Linked DNA regions of Dromaius novaehollandiae: region 1 is linked to region 2. A link is a contact called in public Hi-C data. All regions are on one chromosome and are shown on one strand. The core of a region is the stretch at or near the end of the contact, and the rest is flanking DNA. Distances in the headings are between cores, read along the strand shown.

Region 1 (6,287 bases), core at 2,378-4,877, 140 kb before region 2:
ATCAAGGACAAAGCTTGAAGGTGGAAGAGAAGTAGTTTTCTCAGGCTTACAAATGACCCTGCTGATTTGCTTTACTTTAAAATAGAACTACATCATTTTTCTAAACCTGTACATGACAGATTTGCAGCTGCACACATCCCAGCCTTCCTGCATACGTCAAAAGCTGTGCACATGAAGAGACATACAACATGTACTGAAAACACTGGAAAATTTGATTGACAGTATGTTATTCCACAAATCTATTCCTTGGATATATATGAGAATTAGTCCACAACTCAAAGAAAATAACACATGAAGTTAAAATTCCTGAATAACTACTAGTGGTTCTAATGAGGAGGAAAATCCAGATGAACCTCCTTTTCTTAGCGCATTTTTTATTCTTTTATTTCAATGGCTAAACTATCCCACTAAAATAGACTATGTTTTCCTGCTCTTAAAGTAGGTTATATACCAGTAGTCAACTCATACATGAAGTTTCTTGCTATACAGTGAAATCTGTTGAGATAATAAGTACCAGCTGGATCTATCCCCAACAGCCATAACAGCATGTAGAGCATGATTATAATGTAACAGATTGCAAAACAGAAGAGACAGGTTCGCTTGTAATAAGGCCCTTATGTTAATACAGTGACAGAAAAGATGGGTTCGCTTGTACACAATGCTTGTAGCAAGGCCCTTCTGTTAATACAGTTAATTCTTTCAGAGGTAAGTTCTCTGATAACACTTCCTACAGACATTTTTAGGAGCTTGATTACACAAGCAAAATTTAGTGAAACTACACTTTGCAAATGATACGTGCTTTCAGCAGGCAAGAGCAGGCGCACAGACAAAGCTAAACGTCGTGCACAAGGAGCTGGCAGGCAGGGCTACAGAAAGCTGCTCCGGATGTCAGGGAATAGCTTAAGTAGGCAGATATACATTCAGCAATGCAAATGCAAACATTTTAAATTATTCCACAGGGATAATTTGCGTTTAAATCCCTCAGGAAGTGAATTCATTTCTTTGCTAGGCCTTCCAGAAGCCATTCTGCTGAGCAGCATTTACACTTAATTTTGAGATTTTTTAGAGCTACTCAATTTTTTCACAGATTTGAAGTTATCTTTTTAGCCAGCACTGGTAGTACCTTCCAGAGCAATGTATTTTCTGTCTTAATATTGACAACATTCATCAGGTCACTGTTCCTATGTGCCTCCCACCACTAAAAAGTATTAGCAATTTTTTATTTTCTAGAGGCAATGACTGAGTAGTCAAGCAGAACACCAGCTCGGGAGCAAAGCTAGTGGGAACGTGGGTCTGTTTGCCAAATGCCTGCATAGCAGCCCTCATCCAAGGGGGCCTGCTGACAGCCAGGAAAGATGCAGTGACACACTTGTTGCTGAGGGATCAAGTTGAGAACAGCCACCTGCTGTCAGCTTGCTTTTATATATATATATATATACATATATATATATATATATATATAAGGCTCACATTTGGTGTACGTTTTTTCCAAAATAGCCTCAGTGCCCAGATTTTTGCTTTCTAGTTCTGATACTGTAATAAAGCAGCTTGAAACATGCTTCTCAATAGCAGATTCTACAGAGGGCAAAAAAACCCTCCAAAACATTTCATTATTACTGAAATCTGTAAATTTTCATAACCCTCGTTACGTGTTTATGACACTACTCTTCCTTTGTAAATAACTTTAATTTGCTACACAGTACTCTATTCACATACTGCTCATACCTCTCTGAAATCTGACAACATCCCTAGGATAACTAGTCTCCCTATAGCACATAGACAACCGTAGATGGAAAGCATTGGCCTTCAAGGAAAGTATAGGCCATCTGAGCAAGTCCATGGAGAAATAAGGGTAAGAATTCAAATATTTTGTATCCCCCTTTTCTTTTCAGTTGCTATCCTATTTTTAGGTTGTATCTTTTGATACTGGCGCAGTAACTGCACTCTACAGAGAACACTAAGCATCACTGAAAAAATTTCAAACTGCATACGGCCTGCATCCCAATTAATGAATGTATAGCAAAAATTTGGTGCCAATCAGCAAATAAATTTGCAGAGACCAATATTTCATTCCAGAAGAGACCTGAGTTCCAGAGATCACTTATTAGCTAGTGGGATGTTTTACTGTGATTAGAGTTCATTTTGGATGCAGTGAGATTTGGAGTTTGTTATTTCTCCTTGCCATGAGCCTAATACTTCCAGACTCAAATAACTGTGATTTTTGTGGGACAGATCTATCTAAGGATGAGGACAGATACTTTTAGGAAGGCTCCAGTATCCTCAAGAAAAGAGCTTCCTCCTTCCGGAAAAGAAACAGAACCAAAAAAGAAACACAGCACAGTGCAGACATACCAATTTAGTTAACATTTTGTTTAAATCTCTTGCTATCTGAGGAAATCTAGTGGTGACATCTTCTAGGTTTCCCCTTTTGATGGCTTTATCACTTTTTTTTGTTATAGTAAGCAGAAAAGATGAGCAGAGAGATGTAAAGTCATATTAAGTGCTCAAAATTGTTTACATGTGCTATCTTCTGTGATAAAGGAATTTGAGAAAAGACACTGCATTAAAAAAAAGTTAATCAAAATGTTGCTTCATTATCTTGTAGATTTACTCTTAAGAAAGTATCCTCAGAAGGATGTGCCTCCATCTGAAGGCTGAAATTCATCAAGAGTTCAAGTTTAAAAAGATTGCAAATCCAGAACTAGCTCTTCTCTCATCTTCCACTTTTTTCCTTTCTGCAACACAGCTTAACGGAAGACCAGCTGCCAGGCTGTGTAAAATACAAATTCTGCAATCACCAAACCCAAGATTTTACAATCAGATTATTAAAGCCAAAACTCCTAAATTCACGCTTAGAGATTATGGCATTTTTTAAATGGTTGAATCCTACCAGTGCTCATTAACGTACTTTGCTGGGATAAGGAAAATGGGCAAAACTGAACTTAGTTTTGCATTTAAACATAATTAAGCATCTTCTATATTGATTCAACATGATTGTGAATAGTATGCTGTTAGGAATGGATCCCAAAAACCTAGCAATTTCACTCAGGTCACAGGCTTCATCTTCATTGTAACCATCGCCAAATGCAAACAGGATATACAGGCTGCTAGAAGCTCATGTGAGCTTGAGGGTTGACTACTCAAAATGAGAAATTAAGTATGTTGAAGGCAAACCCTTTGCTTGTAACAGCTTAAGTAGGATTACAATTTAAAGCACCACACTCTTAATGCCTCCGTATCTGTGGACGTGCTAACCACTGCTGAGAACTCGGGGATCGCTCACGATCACCGTGTGGCAGAGAAATGGCAATTCTGACACCTCACGACACAGCAAATGGCACCTCTCATACACTGGTGGGAGCCATGTGCGGAGAGTAAGCTCTCTCCTAAAATGCCGTCTGCTCTACTAGCTGCGTAGCGAAGGCAGCTTCCCCAGTGAAGGAAGAGCCAATTTCCGTTACGAAACGATCGCTCAGAACTCAAAGGCTTTTGCAGCACCATCATTAGAAAAAATAAAAATCTTCCTACAGCCTTTTAGATAATCAGAGACATGCACTGCTCCATCTTCGCAAGCAAACTGAAAAATCACAAAATAAGCTTTTCAGGTTTCCCTCAAGTGCAGTACCTCAGAGCCAGCACATGAGGTCTCTAATAGACACAGTGACTCATTCCTCCCCTTATACTTTACTAAAATTAGCCTTTCACAGGTTAGCTTTGAAATCTCTCAGACCAAAACAGCTAGACGCACATAAACAAGATGTCAAACCCTCAAGCTGTGAGTTTCATAGGAAAGAAATGCAGACCTGACAAAATATTATTTTTACAAATGTGAAAAGTATTGCTACATTTCTGCTGTGGGCACACAGGGACATCCTCGGAGCAGTCACGCTCTCGTTGCTCATAACCCTTGAGCTGCCTCCCTTCTCATCGTGCCTTTCCTTTATTTGATTTCTACTCTACTTGTACTGACTTTACTGCCTATTTAGCCTATATAGCACATGGATTAACATGCTTTTATTGCAGCACATTGCACTACTTGTGCACAAACTGGTATCAGGAATTTTAGGAAAACAACCTTGATTCCCACTCCTCTTTGTGACTTGCTCTATCAGTTTCTCTGTGTGATGTTATCCAGTCCAGAATTGTTATTCTACAATTGTTTTTTAAACATCTGTTAAAAAGGCAGCACATATTCCATTCACAGGTAAGAATCTGATCTTCTGTCTCCATATAGAATACAATCAAAGAAGGCAACAAATATCCCCAAATTACTGTGCTTGCCTTTAGTCTTGTTTGCCCCAGCACTCTGTTTATCTGTAAATACGTTGTAGGTATAGACGGTTTGTTACCTACTGCCTTGTAGATGAAAGGGAGACCTTAAAGGACGAGATCAAAGTAATGATCAGCAAGCAGAATCAGCCCATCAGTTTATAAACATAATTTATCCTTATGAATACAATTTCAATTCGAAAGCACAAAATGCTAAAACTATTACCTTCAGGTATTAATTCCAATGGCATACTTTACGCGGTAAGTTTCTCATATTAGTTGTATACTTTGTTCTCTCAGTAATACTGTTTTTTAAAACCATTGTATCAGTCGTTTACAGCAAGAAATGGTATCTGCAAACTCAAGATACCTAATCTCACCTGATTGCTGTTTCTAGCACAGATGACTGGTGAAAGAATTGCTGCCACTCTCTCTTACAAGACTAAGCACATTCAAGATTACTACATTTTTTGTGTGCATCATCCACACAGTGTGTGTTGTGGTTCAGCCAGAACATGAGTATACCTAAAAAACTGAGAGCGCACGGGACCTGTGCGATGCCCACTGTGCAGCTTGCACTAATTACCTTCCTCGCCCATCTTGCTCCTGAGATGAAACATGATATTTTGTATTAAAGGTGGAAGCTAAAGTCATTGTTTGCAAGAGGTAAAAGGTGAAGACTGAAATCAGTGTTATATCTGTACACTTTCTCCAGCCCATTATAACAATGGAAGCCTTAGTCATTCCATCACTAGCTTTTTTCTTTAAATATGGATGAGGTGAGAATATTATCAATAAATAACTGAATTCTCATCAATGAAAACCACTAGTTATTGGAATAAGAATACATGCTATATCATCAACATACAGTATTCTATTAAGTATATATTTTTAGCGGATTTGTGAAAGGTATTGATTGGGTGCATCTGGCCAATTCCTTGTTTCTAAAATCCCAGCACATTTCATTTATTAATATCTCAGGTGAAACAAGGTGACCTTCACTAGGTAAACAGTGTTTTTTAAACTACTTAAGTGTGCATCTATAATTAAAAAAAAAAATCTACAGAGAATGGGCATTTTTTTTTAACCTTGGCTATGTATGAATGTGCTTTCAGAAAGAAAAAAGGACTTTTGTTTACTAGAGAAGTAAGAGTTATACATTGATATTCTTTTACAAACACACACTCCCTCTCTCAAGGAGCCTGCAATCTAAATTAAGCATCCATATTTGATGCAGTAAGTGAGAGTAAACAGCAAGGAGGGACAGCAATGAAGGGCAGACTGTGCTGACACAGAACAGTGAGGGCTCATATATTAAACAAATATTGGTATAGGCTAAATTTGCAAAGATACAGACATATATAGCTGAAGCGAGAAGGAAAGCAGTAAAACAAAGCATGAAACAAAACCCAAACTCCAGAGCATCAGCAACAGCAATTTGACGATCCTAGCTGAATAATCAAAAAACAACACTGATCGCTAGGCTAAGTCAGCTTTATGTCCTTGTTTCAACAAGGACACAGAGCAGACAAGGATTCACAGTGTGCTGGAAATAGGACAGCCCACGAGAGTGCCTGCAGCCCATCATGCCACAGCAACTTGAACTACTGTCAAGCAGTTCATTCGGCACGAAGCGGGGACATGACCGCTTTCAGCAGGCCAGCAATTTGCCTGCTTCCCCTCTACCTTTTATGCACACTTTTTCTGAGCATCAGAAACGTACCAAAGCTCACGTTTCACCCGCGATGCTGTTTGGTAGTGACCCGTGCCAACATGCAACCTTGGCAACCCCCTCCATGGGGGCCGAGGGCAGGACCTTCTCAGGGACACAGCGCAGAGATCACTACAGACTGGGCTAAACTAGAGCCCTTTCTGCTGTAGAAAGTAAAGAGCAAATTGTGCAGTCACTGGGATCACTCACTAGAACAAAATGCAGCTCACATCTACATGTACACTGAAAGACTGTTATACCTGCAACACTGGATGATATCCGGTGGAGTGGTCAGGAAGGGGGAGGT
Region 2 (6,335 bases), core at 1,336-3,835:
ACAGACTATGCACTGAGTGAGGGAGTTGGCATTAAACCCGGTCTTTAACACTTTTCAGAATGAATTAATTCTTTGAACACTATGTGAAAGGAAGGAGAAACACTTACTAGTACAGAACTTCATTTGCTTCATGCCTTTCATATCTAACAGTTTCGCACATCAGTCTGAAAGAGAAGGAAAGAAGTCATTTTTTAATTATGATTCATATCGGTGTCACAAAAGACTTCACTTTCCAAAGTTAGTCAGCACTTCCACACTTGCCTCCAGCACTTACAGAAACTACGATCAATTTTAAGCTAAGCTGATTCTTAATTTAAAAAAATAAACTGTTAAGTCCAAGTATTAAAGTTATTAGCTCATCCATTATCATATTTGATTTAGGATCTTGGATGTAATTGCTTCCATTAAAAAAAAAATCTATAAAATGGGCAAAGTGATATTGATCTCATTTTTAAAGTGATCTGATAAAAACATGTTACTTTATTACGAAACAATTCACAATTTTAGAAATGGATACAAACTTACAATATGTAATACTGATCAGAGACACCATGATATAAGCAATCCTTCCTTTTTCAAGTCAAGCCCAATAGATAAGACAAGAAATTACGTCACGTGGTAATCTGATGCTTCTCAACCTGCTAAAATTAAGAAACTTAACCTAAAAATTACCAAGAGATTTTAATGCTGAGCTCCCAGTGAGTTAGAAGCAGAAAGAATTTCCTGCAGGAAAATCTTCTCCGTCTAGAGGGGAGGATTAAACATTTTTGCATTCAGTATGTGCCTGACAAACATGGCATAATAGAGAGTAATTATAGAAGAGCTTACCACATATTAGGAAATGCAAAGTTAATTTTGTGTTAACATCAACACAACATTTCTTTCTACTGTCTCAAAGAAATGCACACTGTAAATTTTTGGGGGGTGGGGAAGAAACAAAACCCACCACCTCCCTTGGACCCACACTGGCACTGAAGGAGACTGCAAGCACCAAGGCGATTTGACAGACAAGCATACAGAGATTTGCTTAAGAGGCTCACACAGGCATTAAAGTGAGGAACTATATTTAAATTTGGAGAAGAAATCCTAGCTCCTTGCAGAATTAGTCATCAGAACCTCGATGTACCAATGACCTGGAGCAGACTCCAATGATATCATGAGACAAAAAACCTCTCAAGTGCTAATGAGCAGACAGGTTGATTTGAGGCCCAAAGGAGTAGGTCTGAGTTTCGTGTAAACTTTAAAGGGCTTCTTACTGCCATTTCCCATGGCATTTCCTGAGTTCACTGATTTCAGCAGCCAATGTGCTGTGGCAGGAATTACCTTAGCACTCCCTTCTTTCAAGATTTTACTTATTGGTTCAGTCCACTAAGAAATAACACTTTTCTGTCCACAGTGATAGTGGTTTATTGACAATTCATAATCTGTTAATAAAAAATTTTGAGTTGTTCATCTGTTTGCTCAACAATCAAGTTTTGTTATCACAGCCTTCCCCCTATTCTCCAGTATTTACTCAATGATCTATGCACTATGGAGTCAACCATTTCTGAGAGCCTTTCTTACAAGCAATTTCCAAATAAAATTTCTGCTAACTAAAACACTTTTTGCTTCCTTGCACAGCAAGCAGCATTTTGAACCTCAGACTTTCTCTTTTTGAGACAGTGTCCACCAGCAGAGGATTAAGTCTTGCCAAAATTCGTTACAGACCCAGAAAAGCTACTGTCTGCTTCAAACCCTAAGGTCTTCATACTCGCTCTGATCCTCTGTTTTGGGAGGGAATTTGAGGGTGGGCATGAGGTTACTGGTAACAAGATCATTAAAGGCATCAGAAAAAAAAAAAAAGAAAGAAATCTTTGCTAGGAACAAGTTTTAAAAATGAAAATACTGTTCAAGGAACATGCAAGACAGTCTATACCCTGTTGGTCAAAAAAGATTCTGGGCAATAGGCCATCTAGGAGTAGGAGTTATAGGAAACAGAATCACTTTATTAAACAAGCAAGTTTTGTTCCCCTGTGAATTTGGAGCAAAGGGAATGCATTCTTCATTCAGTCAAGCGAGTTCACCACTCCACACTGGCACTGCATGCGAGTTTTATGGTGTTTTGATATGATTGGATAGTAATAAATAGCTGGAAAAGCCTCTCTTACAGGAGAGAGCCAAGTGTGTCAATCCTGGTATTAAACTGAAACAGTCAGAAGTTACAGTTACTGAACAGTAGAAACTATATTACCTCTTCAAATATTTAGAAAATAGCATTAATTCTGGCCAATTCGAGTGTTCAATTTTCACTAGAATATGATCTTTGTCCACCTCCTGAACAAATGTAATAAAGTCAAGATTATATCACATCAGCAGGCTGTAAGTTATTCACTACTAAGGGCTGTATTTAATACACTAGTTCTAATGCATCCCAGAGGTATTTGTGGCATCTCGCTGCCACAAGAAATGCTGTATCCTCAACAACACTATAAGGACTTTTTCTCCCACAGTTGCAGGGGAATCCAGCATTTCCCATGTATGGTACTATAAACAGAAGCTCTCTTCTAGGAATTCACTGTGCTGGGAGAGCTACACAAGTTCCACACATTCCTCAGCAAGAATCTCATTCTGGACAGGAAGCCAAAAACCACATATCAACATATCGTGCAACCATATGTGCATACTTTGGTCTTTGTTAACAAGTTAAAAGTCAGTTCAATTCCAGCTACGCGGAACTGGATATATTAAAAGTCCTGCATATGATAGTGTAACAGAAAACACTAACGGAGTATAATCATGTCTTCCTTCCAAAGCAGATGTAATTACACAGTTTTTAAGTCAACAGTCACATTGCAAAATGTGTCTCAAGCACTTCAAGGAAAAAAAAGCCTTGTATTTTCTCAAAATTGCAAAACAGTGGCTACAATGACAAAGCAAGAGGCCAAAAATTAGCACCTAAAAAAGCGTTATTCAAGTCAAAGTCAGCTTCTTCAGCAGATGGCTTCAGCATCTTCAGGTGTGGCAAATGTTGGCAAGCCCCAGGAGGTTAAATATTAGTAATTTACCCCATTTCCTTGTAGAGCATACAGGAGATGTGCCAGCTTCCTTTTGTATCCCCCAGCCCCACACCGATGTCCAAATACTACCATCTGAGATTTCTGCAGGTAAGGTGTTTATGTGAGGGCAACTGAAACAATGCCTTAAAGTCAAACACATGCACATCTTTAAAAGAGAGAAATTTCAAAAGCTTTTACTTGTATTTCTTTCCTTGAATTTTAAGCCACAAAAACATTGTGGCTTAAATTAATAAAAAAAATCTCAATTATATTTATTAGTAGTTTTTGTGACTAAGTATCATTTGCATGTGTAGTACATAATTTGTCTAAAACTTCTGCACAATAGCAAACACAAATTAACACAGAACCTGAACAACAGATTCTGTTATTACAGTACATAAACGATTAGGGCTATATATGGACTTTCATTCAGGACTGGAACTTGTACTTTGTATGTACAGCATTTACTTCTAGTCTGAAAGTCTGAAAAGAAAAAAATGCATGCGTAAGTGAAATTAGAGCAGCAAGCAGGGATACACACATATAACATGAAAGTGTAGGTATAACAAGGCCAATATAGAAAAGAAGAACAGCATACAAAAAATGGCCAGCTTTTCGATTTGAGGTATGGCACAGAAAAGTGGTGTACCATTACCAAGATCTCTGCTCCTTTGCTTTGTTAGTGCATCAGTATATATTAATGCATTAAATATTCCAGCAATAATGTTTCAATAAATGCTAAGTTAGTACAGTTATGACATACAACTACAAATCACCACATTTTTCTGACAGCTGAAAGTTTGTTCCTAGTAGAAATTTTATTTTACAGCCAAAAAAAGAGAGCAACATCTTTGTATTTGTTTTAACTGAATTTTAGTTTCCTAATAATTTCACCATATGTCTGTCTGTCATGACCACATCTTCACACAGCACCTTACTGTGAAGAATTTCAGCTGTCATGGAGGATTAAATTTAAAGTCTGTTAAATGACTTTCTAATCAACTAAAACTACAGATTATGCTAAGAATTATGAATCATCTGGACGTGGGAGTGATGAAAAGATGTGTAAAAAGTGTTCCTATAGGAGCTGGAGAATTCAGCTCTGAATTTTAGTAACAGAGGGAGATTCTAAACAAATTGCACTTGTCCTCTACCCATCTCCAGTCTCTCCATTTCAGGCAGAAAACTGGCCCCTTTACTTTTCCATAGTGCTCCCCACAAAATCCTCAAGACTATCATATCTTTCTTTTCCAATCTCTCTTCTCTATTCGAAACTTCCTCAGTATGAAAACAGAGGGGAGGAATAACCATAAAAGAAGGTCTGCCGAAAGACAGCTTAAGATATAGTGCATGCCTCTGGTATAAACTGCTTAGCTGTCCAGATACTCAAGGAACAGAAAATTTGGAGACTGAGGTACATAAGGGATTTCAATTGACCTTTTCCATGGGAGAGGGGAGAACGGGACAGCCAGATACATCTTGCTCTAATCTTCCCCTCTCAGAAGCAGATGAAAAATCATTTCCATTGGGCCTCTCTAAATAAATTCAGGTTTGGATGCATATCTAGGATGGAAAAAGTTTTACACCGAAGAGTTTGAACTGCAGACAAAACTACAAGCAGTTGAAAATATTTTAAAAATAGAAATGTTACAAATTTCTTCATTGTATTCAACCTTGACGACACTTCCTCCCGTAAAAGGGAAAACTTGCTGTAATAAGTAAGTCTGTAATAAAAATGATGAATTATTTCATACCAACCACGGAATTCTGGTTTAATTAAATGCAAGTGTAATGAAAAATGTCTGCAGCCAACTTGGCCTTTCTGATGGAAGGGTCAACATGCAAGTGATGAACAGATGATTAAAATACTATTTCCAAATTTTATAAGAAAATAAATCATATCTTTACAGTTATGTCTATAAGAAATACATGTTTCTACACAACTCTGACCACCTTTCTCCACACACAAGCAGTAGCATTTTGATAAAGTATCCTACCTTAGCTGATGTTCTCTCAGATTAGACAAGGCTTCCATTCCATGTAAATAGGAATACACAATCTCCAAATCCTAAAAATATATGGGAAACACATATTAGAATTCTCAAATGGGTACAAATTATTAAAATACTGTTTTTGTAAAGCTTCTGGAGTTCTCCTAGTATGGGCAACAGGAGCATTTGAAATAGCACATTTACAAGAGGTTAAATGAATAACTTTGATTATATTTTGGAAATCTACAAGGGGAAGAACGATGCTGTCCACATCATAAAATATAAATAGGAAGACCTTTACATTTTGGCTGTCACTACTCACGTTCAGTAAACGAGTCGGGTCCAGAATTCCAGTACTTTGCAACTACTACTGCCCTCCTTCCCACTGCCAACATACTTAAAACCTTAATTTATTTTGCAAAGCAAGTTCATGGGAAGTAGTCTTTTTACGTTCAGGGGAAAAGAAAAAAAATCTGATAAAATTCCCACTGTAAAAAAAAAATCTGAAATTATATCCTCTTCAAGTGGAAGGTAAATTACAAAATATATATTTAAACGAGAAAAAAGCTCACCATGAACAGAAAATTACTAAGATGATTAAAAAAATGAATACAATCCTAGTTACACAGCAAAGTTTAAAAGTCAAGACAAATTCAACCAAAACAATTGTTGTGGACATCAGATACTCAGCTCACAAAACAACACTGATGAAGAGAGAAAAAGAACATCCAAGACTAAAATTTAGCAAGATATAACTATGGAAACCCTGAGGTTTTGCTAATGTTGTCCTTAAGCCACTGGAACACTTAAGAAAACTTCCATGCTGCCCACAACTGTTATAATGACTTAACTTTGGCTCATGGATTTCATGTTGTTTCATCATTCGTTTAGGAAAGCGGCTGGTTAGGAGACACTATCACCCACAATTCATTGAAAAATCAGAGTAGGGGCTTGCAACCAATAGCTGGGACTGACATCGATACCAAATACTCCCGTAGCTCACTAGAAAAAGATGTTTTCAAGCAGCGAAATAGATCAAAGCTAATTATTTGTGACAGATTATGCCATCAGGAGAATTCGTCGGTTCAAAATGGAAAGTGAAGTACAGAAATACTTCAGTTTTCCGACACACTGAAAGCGCACAGATGTGGTATCTTGGTGAAAGACTTCACTCCTGAAGTCACACACAGAACCTTGATTTAAGTGAGAAAAATAAAGATAAAATCTAGTTAAAAGTATTAAATGTACAAACGTTACTGTACTTGTCTAAACCACAGCGTGGATCAGAAAATACACTAGGAGTTGCAAT

The links. A called contact is a pair of places that touch in the nucleus more often than the background predicts.
Region 1: a Hi-C map of liver shows a contact between it and region 2, with 7 times the contacts expected there. The contact joins two enhancer-like sites. A contact is called at or near these places in 2 of 4 Hi-C or Micro-C datasets (brain and liver).

What each region holds. Positions count from the first base shown.
Region 1 is chr4:42,937,296-42,943,582 of bDroNov1.hap1, reverse strand. No RefSeq gene overlaps it. Among named protein-coding and RNA genes, the nearest start is that of RAPGEF2, 200 kb to the right of the region's middle. Within about 2 kb of position 3,627, at least 2 of the 2 cell types and tissues checked have open chromatin away from gene starts, as enhancers often do.
Region 2 is chr4:42,794,316-42,800,650 of bDroNov1.hap1, reverse strand. It overlaps RAPGEF2 (Rap guanine nucleotide exchange factor 2), which reads right to left. Exons shown (of 29, transcript XM_064510913.1): 2 at 5,033-5,103; 3 at 108-164. Among named protein-coding and RNA genes, the nearest start is that of RAPGEF2, 59 kb to the right of the region's middle. Within about 2 kb of position 2,585, at least 2 of the 2 cell types and tissues checked have open chromatin away from gene starts, as enhancers often do.